Linked DNA regions of Sus scrofa: regions 2 and 3 are each linked to region 1. The links are chromatin contacts, called in public HiChIP or PLAC-seq maps. All regions are on one chromosome and are shown on one strand. Each heading gives the region's core, a stretch centred on a gene start, on an enhancer-like site or on the middle of the called end of the contact. The rest is flanking DNA. Distances are from core to core; before and after follow the strand shown. Region 1 holds the start of SUCO (SUN domain-containing ossification factor). Region 2 holds the start of RC3H1 (roquin-1). Region 3 holds the start of ZBTB37 (zinc finger and BTB domain-containing protein 37).

The links. HiChIP or PLAC-seq counts read pairs in DNA pulled down with a chosen protein or histone mark.
Region 2: a contact with region 1 is called in an H3K27ac HiChIP or PLAC-seq map of alveolar macrophages. The contact joins the promoter of RC3H1 here to the promoter of SUCO in region 1. A contact is called at or near these places in 1 of 5 promoter capture datasets (liver) and 1 of 2 datasets of contacts at active chromatin or transcription factors (alveolar macrophages).
Region 3: an H3K27ac HiChIP or PLAC-seq map of alveolar macrophages shows a contact between it and region 1. The contact joins the promoter of ZBTB37 here to the promoter of SUCO in region 1. A contact is called at or near these places in 3 of 5 promoter capture datasets (fetal liver and liver) and 2 of 2 datasets of contacts at active chromatin or transcription factors (alveolar macrophages and skeletal muscle).

The regions. Positions count from the first base shown.
Region 1 is chr9:114,914,639-114,919,030 of Sscrofa11.1, reverse strand. It overlaps SUCO (SUN domain-containing ossification factor), which reads right to left and starts at 2,074. Exons shown (of 25, transcript XM_003357538.4): 1 at 1,656-2,074. The coding sequence starts at 1,717. LOC102164985 (a long non-coding RNA gene) reads left to right here and starts at 2,235. Exons shown (of 3, transcript XR_001299035.2): 1 at 2,235-2,560; 2 at 2,746-3,114; 3 at 3,897-4,392.
Region 2 is chr9:116,290,133-116,294,524 of Sscrofa11.1, reverse strand. It overlaps RC3H1 (roquin-1), which reads left to right and starts at 2,070. Exons shown (of 20, transcript XM_005656721.3): 1 at 2,070-2,368.
Region 3 is chr9:116,146,640-116,151,031 of Sscrofa11.1, reverse strand. It overlaps ZBTB37 (zinc finger and BTB domain-containing protein 37), which reads right to left and starts at 1,798. Exons shown (of 5, transcript XM_013989614.2): 1 at 1,695-1,798; 2 at 851-1,051. LOC110255511 (a long non-coding RNA gene) reads left to right here and starts at 1,899. Exons shown (of 11, transcript XR_002335927.1): 1 at 1,899-2,034; 2 at 2,719-2,771; 3 at 2,959-3,233; 4 at 3,543-3,574; 5 at 3,898-3,937; 6 at 4,204-4,237; 7 at 4,392.

The DNA of each region.
Region 1 (4,392 bases), core at 825-3,324:
AGAACAATCATGTTTAAGGGTGGATATATTAAGTCCTGGAGATCACAATGTAGAGAATAAACACAACAATACTGTACGATAATTATCAACTTGCTAGGAGATTAGATCTTAATTATTCCCATCACATACAGAAATTAAGATTTTTGTGACTCAATAGAGGTGCTAACTATTGCTACAATGGAAATCATATCACAATATACAAATGTATCAACATGTTGTACACCGAAATTTACACAATGTTATGTGTCAAATATATTTCAATTAAAAAAAAATCAGAGATCCTGGTGTTTTTAAAACTTGAATGGAAAGTGTAACCTCTTTGCCATATCAACCATTCAGAAAGTGATGAAGAATAACATGGTCTAAAGATGGGCAAAACGAAGGAGAAAGTATAAAGAAAAGATACATAATCTACAAAGAATTTAACAGCCCCCAGAGAAAAGTGGATATGAATACAATGTTTTCCATACCTCAGGTACAAATTTAAATTTAAAATGAAGTAAGTGGACTCATCTATATGCACATTTCAACTTAGTAAGTATAAGGTGAGGTAACATTGGGAATGAAGGCAAGAGGCCAAATTTCTTGTTCTCTAAAATGTCTATCAATCTTCCAATCGAAATTCTTCAGCCAGGCAAGTGTTTTCTTTTCCTCTTATTTATATACTATTTTATGTTAGCAACAACTTCACTGTCTTTGGAAACCATCAGTCACCTACATAAATGAAAAAACTGTTCGTTTTGCAGAAATAAACTAAGCAAGAAACTTAGTTTATCTTGATTTTAATATAACAGCAAATCACTTTTAACTGAAGAATCATCTTTTTGGTCACAAATATCACACATCTTTGAAGAAATTCCCTTGGAGGACAAAATGGATTTTCCAAGTACAGTGGTAGTGATCCTTTGACTGACAAGCTCTTTCTGTCCCTTCAAATCTCTGTGCCAGAGATTAACAGAAACTCCGTAAACTTTATAGACAAAGCACTCTTCCCGCCTTCAAAGGGCAGGACTATCCTTACATTACTAAGGCACAATATCCAAGCCACACCACCAGAAACCACTATGCACACTACACCTAAGACACTCCACTAAACTAACAACTTCCTATTATCTACTCCTTGAAGAATTGCTTCATAACGCCCCCATAAGTATCCAAGTGTGCCCGAGGCCAAAGACCAGGCGAGAAAGGACCAGAAGAACTAGTTCTCATATACTACCTACCTTCATGACAAGTCACGTTTTTAAAATCACAATTCGGGAACCCATCACATCCGACTTGCTTAATGCCCTTACCACACCATGAAGGCAAGTGGCTGGTACTAAGCCCGAGAAACTTACAGCACATTTATCTGAAGACTAGCCGAACACTCCACCGTCTCCAAGCGTCAGGGTAACTGGGTAGGTACAAAACCACCTAGGCACCTTTCTCTCCCACTTAGTTTCTGTGAATTCCAAAATGCACCGTGATAACCTCCGCACAGAGTGCTGCCAGGCCAGTCCGCGGGAGAGTCACAGAGTAATTGGTTTGTCGCTTTCTAGCAGCCTTAGAAACCCGCACCCTAAAAGCCAGGATGATTTGGGGGTGTGACCTGGGCCGCTCCCTCGCCCCCCTCTCCTCTCTCGGGAAACTCCCGAGTTATCGCGGGTACTCACCAGACCAGAGAACACAGAGAGAGGCAGGAGACCAGGGCCAAGGCCCGCCGGTACTTCTTCATCTTTTCCTCCTTCTTTCCCCTGCCAGAAGGCGGCACATCCTCCCGGCAGCCGCCACTGCCGAGGCCAAGATGGAGGAGCCGGAGCAGGAGAGCGAGGATGGAACCGAGAGTCCGAAGGGCTGCGGCGCTGGAGGAGCAGCTCCTGAGCAGCTCGCGCGCTAGCCGCCCTCTCTCAGTGGCCCACGGGGGCGCCGACGGGGGCGCTTCACAGGAAGACTCCGGGGTCTGCCGCTGCTGCCGCGGCCGCCGGCTCGTCCGCGCCCGCCTCCTCCAGCCGCCGCCGCCACTGCCGCCCCATATCCCCCCAGCCCTCCCCGGCTCTCGCTCCGTGCTGCCGGCGACCAACGGCCGCAGCGTACTCGCCTCTCAACAGCCAATCGCCAGCAGGGCCGCGACACCTCACACACCGCTGAGCTGGAAGGAGACGCGTCACCCACGTCCAGCGGCGCTCTCACACCCACCAGGCTCCGCGCGGGCCACGCCCCCTCCGACGTCTCAAGCGGATAAGCCCGTTGTGGGAGGACACAAAGCGCGACAGCCGAGGTTGCCGACGCCCCGCCCACCTCAAATCCCGCCCAATTCAGGAAGTCCGAGAGGAGTCTCCTGACCCTCAGCCTTCTTCCTACCGTGTCCCGCCCCCTCGCCCAGGGCGCGTCGAGTCAGCGCAAGGGCCGTTGGGAGTTGTAGTTTTCCTTCAGGAATCCGCCTTTCCCTTTCCCTGTCCCTCCTAGTATCACTGTTTTGATGAAAATGTGTGTAGTTTCTCTTTCTCACCGCAAGACTGACCAGCTTTCAATTTACACTCAGTTTGCCTCTTTTTACCAAACTTCGTGGAAAGGCTGAGTATGACGGGGTAAAACTATACCAATACAATTTAAAAGGCGTTTTCCCGGTGTCAGTGGGGCGGGCCCATCAAGCTAGATGCTGATTGGTTGGCGGGAGCCGGGGGCGGGGAGGAGGGGGAAGAGTGCGGCAAGATTTCCTCTCATCTGATTGGCTGAAGTGAAGAGTCTTTCGCTTTTTTTCAGCCTCCTGGAGAATTTCCCCGCCGGCTGGATTCCTCTGTTGGGATCTGCTCCCTGGGTCACTATTCTCTGGGATTCGTACTTTGCTTCTGCTGCGGTGGGGCCAGAACGGGAAACTGCCGCTCTTGCTGGGAGAGCACCAAGTCCTGGGTTTCACCGAAAACGGGAAGATGGTCGTGTACATGCGTCTATTGCTGCAGTCCAAAAAAGTGATCGCCTCTCAACCTTTAAAAAGAGCAATGTGCCCACCCCAGATTTTTATGTCACGGAGGCCCCTAAAAGATCTCTCAGAAGCTTGTTTAGGGACCCTCTGCCTGAAAGTCCAAAATGCTTGACTGCTTTTCTTCCCAAGCGCCTCTTGACATAACTCTCGTAAGTGGGCACTAGCTTCTGTTTAAGGAAGAAGACGTCTGGCCTCTGGCCTAATGTGTTCCTTCTTCTATCTCTGGTGATATATTTGTTTCAGACTCTTGACACTAAGAAGAGAGTTAGTCGCTACCGAGGGATATTTCTTTTCTAAAATAAGATGCAAAAATATAACTCAATGGTGTTTCCCTTTTTGTCTTGGCTGTGGGAAACTCAACTATCTTCTCCAGAAAGCAGCCAGACAAAAAGAAGAATGGAGACTCCAATTGTCTGTGCCAAGCAACATGGCTTAATGTTTAGGGTAAAAGGTGCTCAAAGCACGTGTTAGCAAAGCATGAGCCACTTATTCCACATGTGTCCAGGGAAAAAAGACGAAAAATTCCCATCCAACACCTAATTTTGAAGCATGTAACTTCCTTGTAAACCTTCTAAGTTGAATTGAGGGTTGTTACTATATTCCCAGGTAACTGAATGTTTTGACTCATCTAAAATTCTTGATATAAGTCAACTGAATATTATAAAAGTTCTGCAACAGGTGATTTGGTTTAAGAGGCATTCATCCTAAACTAATTTTTCTGGCAATAATTAGCTAACAGTTCCAATGATCTGTTCATGCCACTTTTAGCGTATGACTGACAATAAAATCCCTTCATCTCTCTGACTTCACTACTCTTGCCCAAGAGCAGTATCAAATGATTACTATGTAAGTTAAAAGGAAAGTAGGAGCAGTAGAAGGATGGGGATTATTTTACATTCTTTACTGTGTTAACCTTTTCCTTTCTCTCTAGGAACTAGGTTACTCAGGACAGAGAACAGGTGCTCCTGAGCTGACCCTCAGAAGATCACAGCCAAGAAGGTTCTGAAGAAAACTTGCTCATCACAAGTTATTAGGTGCCTCTTCTGTCTCCTCTGCTTCTCACTCCAAACCCACAAGTCTTTTCCACCAAGTCTCTGTAATGATCTTTTGTAATATGCTGCTAGTAGGTAGAATTTTTCTTCCTTCTTCCTCCTTTCCTTCCTTCTTTCTTCGTTTTTCCTAGAGGTGGGGCTTTATTGCTACCGCTGTGGTAGGGTTGTCATCCACCTAGTTATTAATCAATAAGTATCTTTCATTATTTCAATTAATAAATATCCTTTTCTCTTTTTGCTAGTTTCATTTCCATAGCTTCGTGTTAAGGTTTAATCTTCAGTTCTCTGAGCTCTTGGATAGTTCATAAAACCAGTTCTCAACTATACTGTTGACTCCCAGGTCTATATCCCAACCTCTTTACAAGTAGTTGCTGG
Region 2 (4,392 bases), core at 821-3,320, 1.4 Mb before region 1:
ATTATATAACAATAACATAGCAAAAATTTTAAACAGCAAAATGAGGAAAAAAAGAGTTTAATAATTCACTTGCTAAAATTCTTAGTTAATTTGGGAATAAAATCCAGAATATCTTTTTTTTTCTTTTTCACTGAATAACCATATTATCTTTCTTCTAAATAGACTTAGTCTCAAGTGATAAATTATTCTCTGTATCTTATACATTTAGCCTAACTGGGGAGTTCAAAGCATATAAAGGACCTTTTATAGATTAGTTTTTATTGAAAACCCCTGTTTCCTCAAATCTGCTTTTCTCCTTTTCCTGCCAAATGTTTCTGTTTCATTACATCATTAAAATGAATTTTGGGATGCTCCTCCATTTTAAACATATTTTTAACTGAAATATTTATGAAATACAAATAAATTTAACTTAAAAATCATATTTTTAAGGGAACTGTGAAGAAGGTCTACCAATTGAAATGCAACTATTAATAGTTCAAAGAAATTAAAATATCTATGTTGATTTATGAAGTTGGGTTACTTGTTTCACCTAGACAGGGAAGTTGGCATGTTTGCCTAGCAACAGCCGCTAAAACCTTCTGTTGTGGAAGGTTCCCTAGTAGTGAGAAGGGAGGAGGAGGAAAAACTGGAGGAACGGATTAATCTGTTTTCCCCAGCAGGGGACTGAGGCCTGGCTGGAGAAGGGAAAGGCTATCCAAGAGATAGACTTTAGATTAGCACACACTAACCTAATCCTCCCATGGTAGCTACAAGTTTGCTCATTGTAGGACTGCGACCACTATTTAAGGGGTTGAAGAGATGCTTAGAGACCTAGCCCACTTCAAAGAGAGGAAATTCCAATCAGTTGAAAGACATCAATGGATCTTCTGAAAAGAAGCTGAAATCTGTGTAGCAAGAGGGTGTTAGCAACTAAAAAGAACTTCCCTGCTCAGAGTTTAGGAAGGTGTGTGATATATTTACAAATAATATAAAAACGCTATCTTTTATAGTGATTTGGTTTATTACCTTAAAGTCAGGAGCTTCTTTAAATATAGTACTTCTCTTGGTATTGGTGATATATGCAATGAAGAAAGGACTGGAAAGCAAAAATTTCTGCTCCCTTGACCAAGACCTGAAGTAAAAAGAAAAGAACATGATAATGCAGAGAAATATTGACTGGGTGCTTATTTTTAAGGACCATCTCTCTCCTCTCTTCCAGATGATTTATTTTGAAGTTAGGATGTATGGTATGAAAAGAATTCCATTTCTCTCTCTCCCTCCTGCATGTGACAAGTTCCTGGGCCAGGGATTGAACCCACGCCACAGCAGTGACCCAAGCCACTTCAGTGACAATGATGGCTCCTTAACCTGCTGCACCACAAGGGAACTCACATTTCTCTCCTTTCTTAAAAGCAAGTATTTGGCTAAACTGAATCATCTTGAAGTGGTCTCCCATTATCCCAAATCAAAATGCCTTGTTTTCCTTGAGAGAAGAAATTTTCAATATCGCATGACTAACTTTTAGATCCAAGAGCTCTTCTATGGGCCCAATTTTTTTCTGTCCTCCCTTAGACAGCTCTTCACTGGTCACACAGGTCTGGAGAGACATTTTGGGGCCGTGAATGTCTGGCCTTTGGGTGGTTTAGACCTGTTGGGAGCCTGAACTCTTTGGGAGCTCTGTGAGAAAAGTGACCAGGGCCAAGCTGGTTAATCAAGAACCATGATAAAATGAGATAAGAACAAATTCTCCTGGGGTGGATGAGAGAGGTGAAAAAGAAACAACAGTATAGGGAGGAGCTGAGAAAGCCAAGGGCGTAGAGGTAAGCACGGGATTGGCTGGAAACCTCAGAAATTTTGCAGTTCACCCTCGCTGTCTGGCCTCTTGCCCGGCTGGGCTCCAAGGCGCTGGTGGACCAGTTTTTCGGCTCAGGGCGTGGGTGCGCTCCGGAAGCAGGCAGCGAGCGTCGCCACCCTCCCTCCGGGGCGTTGGCGGCCGGTGACTCAGAGTTTTGCTCCGGCGCCCGCCCCGCCCTCCTCTTGCCCCGCCTTCGGAGGGAGGAGCCTCTCCCTCGTCTCCGCCCCAGTCTCTGGGGCGGGCCGGAGCCCGAGGAAGAGGAAGGGGGCGAGGACAACGAGCGACCGGGCGGGGGCGGAGGAGGAGGAGGAAGAGGAGGCAGACCAACAAGATGGCCCCTGCTGCAGGAGCAGCCTCAGCAGCAGCAGGTGGGAAGCCGGAGGCGGCGCTGGCGGTAGCAGCGACGGCCGTGGCCCGGCGGCCTGGGACAGAGTCAGAGTCGACGGTGGCGGCGGCGGCGGCGGTGGCTGCCCCGGCGGTGGCAACGGCCGCGGGGACTCGGAGCTGAGAGGAGCTGCTGCTCGGATCAGCGCGGTGAGCGAGCGGCAGGCGGCGGCGGCGGCGTGGGGAGCGGGGCGGCCACGGCCAGGCCTCGGTCGGGAACAATAGGCAGCCGCGGCGGGGTAGAAGCTGTCCTCCGCCGCCCTCGGCTCCTCGGCCGTAGCGTTCGCCCGCCCCGCCTCAGGCCCCGCCGGCGGCGGCGGGGTGGGGGGGGCCTTGTCAGTGTCCGGCGTCCTTTAGGCCTCAGGCCTCCGCGTGCCGCCGGAAGGGCCTGGCGGGGTGAGTAGGCCGTGGGGAGGTGCAGACGCCGCCCTGGACGAGGGAGGTCGAGGGAGGCTCCGGCCTGAGGGAGGGGGCCGCAGGGCTGCTCAGCCTCTCTGTTAGTCCGAGGGCCTCGGCCGGGAGGCGGGTGAGCACGGGAAATGCTTTTTGGACCCTCAGTCTGTGGGGGTGGGGAAGGTGAAGGCGTCTGTAAACAGGCGCCGCCTCTGCTTCCCTGCACCTCGGGAGCTCCCTTCTGCTCCTTAAGCACTGTCCTTCCTCAGCCCATTGGGTTTTACTACGTCTGTTTCCCTGGAGCTACTGCAGATTGAGCCTGATAGTCTTTCTTCCCGGCGGTGATAGGAAGGTTATGTTTGCAGGTGTCTTTCAAAAAATATTTTTGGTGCAACAAAAACAAACCTACAAGGTAGATGTGATTTTCGACGAGAGCTAGAGAGAGCCAAAGGATGATCCTCTTTAAACACTTCTGGGTATCAATTGTCTCTAAACATCAGTTTTGCCTATGTCCTGGGTGAGAGTGAAACAAGGGCTCTTTTGGAGCAGTAAATAATATAACTCTTGACATCCCAGAATAGTCCCTGAAACTGGAAACAAAGCCACTTAGTGCTACGCGAAGACAAATTGTAATGCTTGAATAGAACTTTTCTTCAAAGGGACTGTTTTTGAATTATTAATGTGCTGCATAACAAGCAACGTTAACTAGCATAAAATGGACCTAGTGAAGCGTTTCTTTGGGAGACAGAAGTCTCTAGGCTAGAATTTCTTATGTCTCTAAATAATTTTCAAAAACTAGGAGCAACTGTTCTGCTTTGAAGGTTTAATCTTATCAAGAGATAGCTCCTCATTACAGTTGCCCTGCATAGTGGTGTTTGAAAACTTCAGCAGTTAGCTACTATTTCTCCTAAACTTAATTTCTCAAGGCCTCTATCATGAACATTTCCAAGTAATGGGGAAAATTTCTCAAGGTGTGCAGAAATTTATATTAAAATTGTTTGGATGCATCCAAAAGACTGCTTTCCACTATTTAACATTCAATTGCATGGTCCTGTGCTGTGCAGAGATGCCAGTTAATATCTTTTACCCTTTAGGGTAAATTTTTTAATTCGAATTGTCCATGTCTGTTGTAATTCAGAGTCTTTTCAGGTTATATGAAGTTTAACGAGTGGCACTTGTCCTTAGTTCTTCCACAAGAGTTGACAGTAAATAGACTAGCAATTGAATAAACGTGGAGGTTACACTATTTTGTTCTATTTTTTTATTGTTTAGGATTGAAGTCTAATGAGTGAATATAAATGACTTTCATCTTATATCTAGCTTAAATAATGTGGATGTTTTGACTTTTTAGGTAGTGGGTAAAGGACTACTTTCACATGTCTTTCTGGTGTGAATTTTCTGGGAATAAATTTCAGAAAGGGCTTTTAAGTATTCAAAGTGATGATTTAATCATTCAATCAGGGGGGTTTTTTGCTGAATTTTTTAGGACTAGAAGAATGCAAATAAACTATCATAATGATATTTAAGTTTATTGTTACTCTAAACCTATTAGAACCATTGTGAGTTATGAGTTTGTAAATTATAAGTGATCAGTGTGCTTTGTTGTGAAAACAAATCTTACGTTGTATCAAGGACTAATTTGCCTCATCCTTATCATTTTCTTGACAACAAAGATTTTTTACGTAGTTAAGGTTTTGTGTTTGAAATTAGATGCTGACCTAACAATTGTTACGTCTAGGTCCCAATTTCTGTTTAATATTGAAAAATCTTAAGGGAATTCA
Region 3 (4,392 bases), core at 549-3,048, 1.2 Mb before region 1:
TTAATTATTCACAGATGGGCTGATGAGACATCCCTTTTCTTAATACTTTACTAGATGCTACATGGGTTATGTTTATTATTTTAAAAAGTGATGAATATCCCACATGAATGTAAGCCATTATTTCTAAACTGAAAAGTCAGAGCCCCAACAAAAAGGATTTGGGTTTAGGACTGGGAGGCAAACTCTAGGTTGGGAAAAATGCCAAGCTGTGTCAGGACTCAAAATGCAGAGAACTTGGAAGTTCCTGCTGTGGTGCAGCATGTTAAGATCCAGGGTTGTCTTTGTGGTAGCATGGGTTTGTTCCCCATCTTGAGAACTTCCATATGCCAGCGGGTGCAGCCAAAAAAAAAAAGAAAAAGAAAAAGAAAAGAAAAGAAGATGCAGAGAACTTGAAGAAGGTCACATTTAGGATTAGGAAAGGGTAGGTAAACCTGCCTCTATCTAAATTCAAAGTTGGAGATTTCAGGGTGGTAACGACACTCTGATTCTGAAATTTAGTTCCCCAAAGCTGTTAATAAAATACAAGTAACAAAGCATTCATCATGTATGGCCAGTATTTTTACATTAAAAGATTTTTTAAAATAGCTGAACCATTAAGCCTGTAACCGCATCCAATAGTCTTCACTGGTTGAGAGTAGTTTGTATAAATCCCATAAAGAAGACATTGACTTGAGCTCAACGTGTTTCCATTTATCCGTAAATTTAGAAGACATTACATGGTTACCTAAGACCTGAAACTTCAGGAATTTATGCTGACTAGCTCACGGTATTGCCCCGCATTTACAACAGACTTATCAGTAAATAGGAAGTGTATACACAGCTTCTGAGAACCAACTTTAGCCAATCTGACCTTTTTCCAAAGCGTTTTGGTTTGTTTTGAAACTTTTAATCCAATAAGAGCCTCTGTCGATGCCATCATGAATTCAGATGTTTATTTTGGAGCCTACACCAGCGCCTTTTTTGTTTGCTCTTTCCGGCAATTCCCCAGTGAGGAGGAAGCCCCTGGAGTAAGTAAGGTCTTTCTCTATCGTCGGCACTGGAGGGGTGACAGCTGTAAAGAGGGAGAATAGGGAACCGCATGGGGTTGGCCACTCTGGTACTTGAGTGGCTTTCGTCGCCTTTAGGAGACGGGGAAGGGGAAACGAGCAGAAGATAGAAATGCCACCAAGGACCAGAAGCGAAAAGGGGAGCAAGGCGTGCGTGGGGCAGGGGAGCGAGCAATCAGGTGAGGGTAAAGGACCGGGAAGGGGGCGGCGCCCAGGGACCCGATCCAGGCGGTAGGCGTAGGCGGGCGGGGAGCTGCCCAGAGGTGGGTGTGTGTATCTGGGTGTGTCCGGGCTGCCGTGGGGGAGGGGGCCGCCCATCCCGGGGTCCTGAGGGAGGGGCTCGCCGAGGGGGCGGGTCCGGCAGCTCAGCCCGGCCCGGGGCCAAGAGGGTGGAAGGTCTCCCGGTGCCTTGAGGCGGGGTAGGAGGGAAGTGGCTGAACGCCCCAGGAGTACGCTGTGGCGGAGACCAGGCGAACCGGCCCCAATGCAGGGCAGCAGGACCCGCTTGCGAGGCCCGAGCCCAGTTAAGGAGCAGCACCTACCTCCGGGGGTGGAAATGGGCCGGAATGGGCCGGAACACCGTCCCGGAAGTGAAACCCCCCACCCCCTCCCCCAGAGCGGGCTACGTGCCGGAAGGAAATCACTCACCCTTACACCGCCCCTCTCCCCCCTCCCCCAGCGCTTTCCGTCCCTCGCGCCCCCTCCCCTCTCTTCTTTTCCTCCTCAGTCGGTAGGAGGGCGGGCGCTCTGTGTCACGTGGCCGGCCTGTCCACGCCCACAACGGCGAGCAGGAGCTGGTCAAGAGGTGGGGCCAGGGGGGAGCTTAGCGGACGGAAAGGAGCTACGGTTGGAGGAGGAGACTGAGGGAGGGGGAAGACTGGAGAGGGATGCTGGCGGAGAGAATGCGTCGTGACGTCACGGAAAAGAGTCCTTATATACTGGCGCCTGGGCGCCATCTCAGTCTTTCGAGGCTGCGGGTTGGCTCTTGGTGAGTGTGTTTTCTTTGTTTAAGTAAATTCTTGGTCTGAGGCCTCCAGTTTTTGGCAGTTAAAATCGCCAGTCCCTTTTAGGCCAGTCGCAGGCCTTCGCAGGGCTCAGAAGATAAGAATGGTGGAGCAGTGCGCCTTGGGTGGCCGGCGTGGCCTGATTTGTATTCGATTTGTTGGGTCGCACTGCGGAAAAACCTCGGCTCGGGGCCCTGCCTCTGATGAAGCCTGTGTTGGTAGGGACATCTGAGACTTGATGAATGCCAACGGCTCTGATGGCGGTGCTTGCCGAGTTGCCGAGCGGGTTTCTGTTAATGCCTTCTGCTCTTGCCTCTTCCCGTCTCTCAGTAAGGCCACGTGAGCCTCTAAATGGCTGCATTCCCCATTGCAGCATTTTAGTGCCCTCAGAATGCTCCTGTGAAATTTTGAGTGGTGTAGTAAAAGACCTGCAAACATGATGGGGAGACGACAATGATTAGATGTGGGGAAAAAACGAATTTTGGGAGTTCTTTGATGGCCTAGCAGGTTGAGGCTCCTGCATTCTCTGCGCTGTGGTTCTGGCTGCTGCTGTGCCGCGTAGGTTCGATCCCCGGACCAGGAATGCCCAGACACTATACTGCATGTGTGGCAAAAAAGAAAATACAAAAGAAAAAAATCTAATTTTGAAAATCCCTAATCTTTTCTAGGAATGGTGCTAGGGATGAATGCAATGTGGCTTTTGATGGCTTCTGATGGGCAGGTAAGAAACAGCTAAATGGAGAAGAATGGGATCTGCTTAGGTGATTTTTTTGTTAAGCCTATGATGGTTAAAGAGTAGTGGGCAGAAGGAATTTCTGAAAAATTCAATTCTGAGGCTTAAATTCTTAAGATATTAATGGTTAGCTTAGCAACGCAGTATGTTTCATTAGATTTCCTTTGTTTTCTAGCTAAGCGCCCAGGATATGAGAATCGCTGCTGGGGTGAGTTATAGAAATTCCCTCCACCAGGGGTGTTAGGTTGACAATTCCTTTGTGCCATAATGATGACATTTTATTTGCTACTCTTGACAGTGAGGATGACGAGAATCCTTACCACCATTATTCTAACTGAGGCACACAAAACAGTGGTTTAGAGGACATAGAAATTGCTCCTAAGCTTACATGAAACTGTTTCTTCCCAGGTTGTAAAGCGCAAGCTTAACACTGTATTTGTGGGCAAAAAGGTGAGAAACCTTTTTAAAGTCTATATACCCAGTGCTGTCCAATTCTTTGTATTTTTAGGGGTTGACAAATCACCAAATCAATGTTGATGGTTAAATTAGCGTTTTGCTCCCCTTTTCAAACCTGAAATTCTGCACCTTAGTTTTATACTTAACTTGCGGGGATCTGAAGAAACAGATACTGTGATGGTTGCATAGTTCAACAGATTGAATCATGAAAGAGTTAACATATGACTGAGTATCTGGGTTGGGAAAACTTTGGCTAATAGCATAAGCAAAGTACCACTTCTAATCTGACTTCTATTTTTGTAGGTGCTAGGCAGAGTTAGCTGAAAGGTGAAGAGGTAAGTAAAATTGTAATTGAACTAAACATTGGTGACTGGGCAAAGATGACAGAATGCCTCTGATGGGTTTTTAGGACTGCCTTTTAATACACGTGAAGCAATCCTACCATGAAGTGCTTGGACAGTGCTGAATGCATTAAGGCCAAATCCTTGTCTTGTTACCGTAAGGTGTATTGCTTTGGAAGAGCAGCCTGTGTGATGATAAGCGTATACTGACTGAACATGAAGGTCTTATATTAGCTCTATCTGATTTCAGGCATTTTTTAGGTTTCTGGGGAATAATTCATCTTTGACTACTGTAAAACCACTCTTTATTTCTTTAGGTGAACTTGTCTGACATGTCTGGACCAGCCTTTTTAGTGGGTAAGCATTAATGTTTAAAGCAAAATTTAGTAGGCTCAAAACTTAGGGTAATGCTGACAAGGTAGAATGCCTAAGCTAATTTTGTATGTTTGATTTGCAAACGTATGTTGAGCATGCTTTAGCAGGGTTTTTGTAATGATGTTGAGCAAATGTCTGACCTGAAATGAGCATGTAGACAAATCTAACACTGAAGGACCCTGTGACAAAAATAAATGAGAATTTAATGTATGATTGACCTTTTAGTGAAAGTGTCATTTCCTTTATAGGTACCCGGTATTATCTGTGGATGGCTTGTTTGGGGTAAGACATGAAAACAGTTCTTTGGCTCTTGGCACTTGGGGTTTTTGTTTTTATAATGTGCTAGTCTTAGTAATTGTGATGGTGTTTTCTGGTGTTGGACAGTTGGAGTATTGAAGCTATTTTGAAATGTGTCTGAAGAAATAATTTTTTTCAGG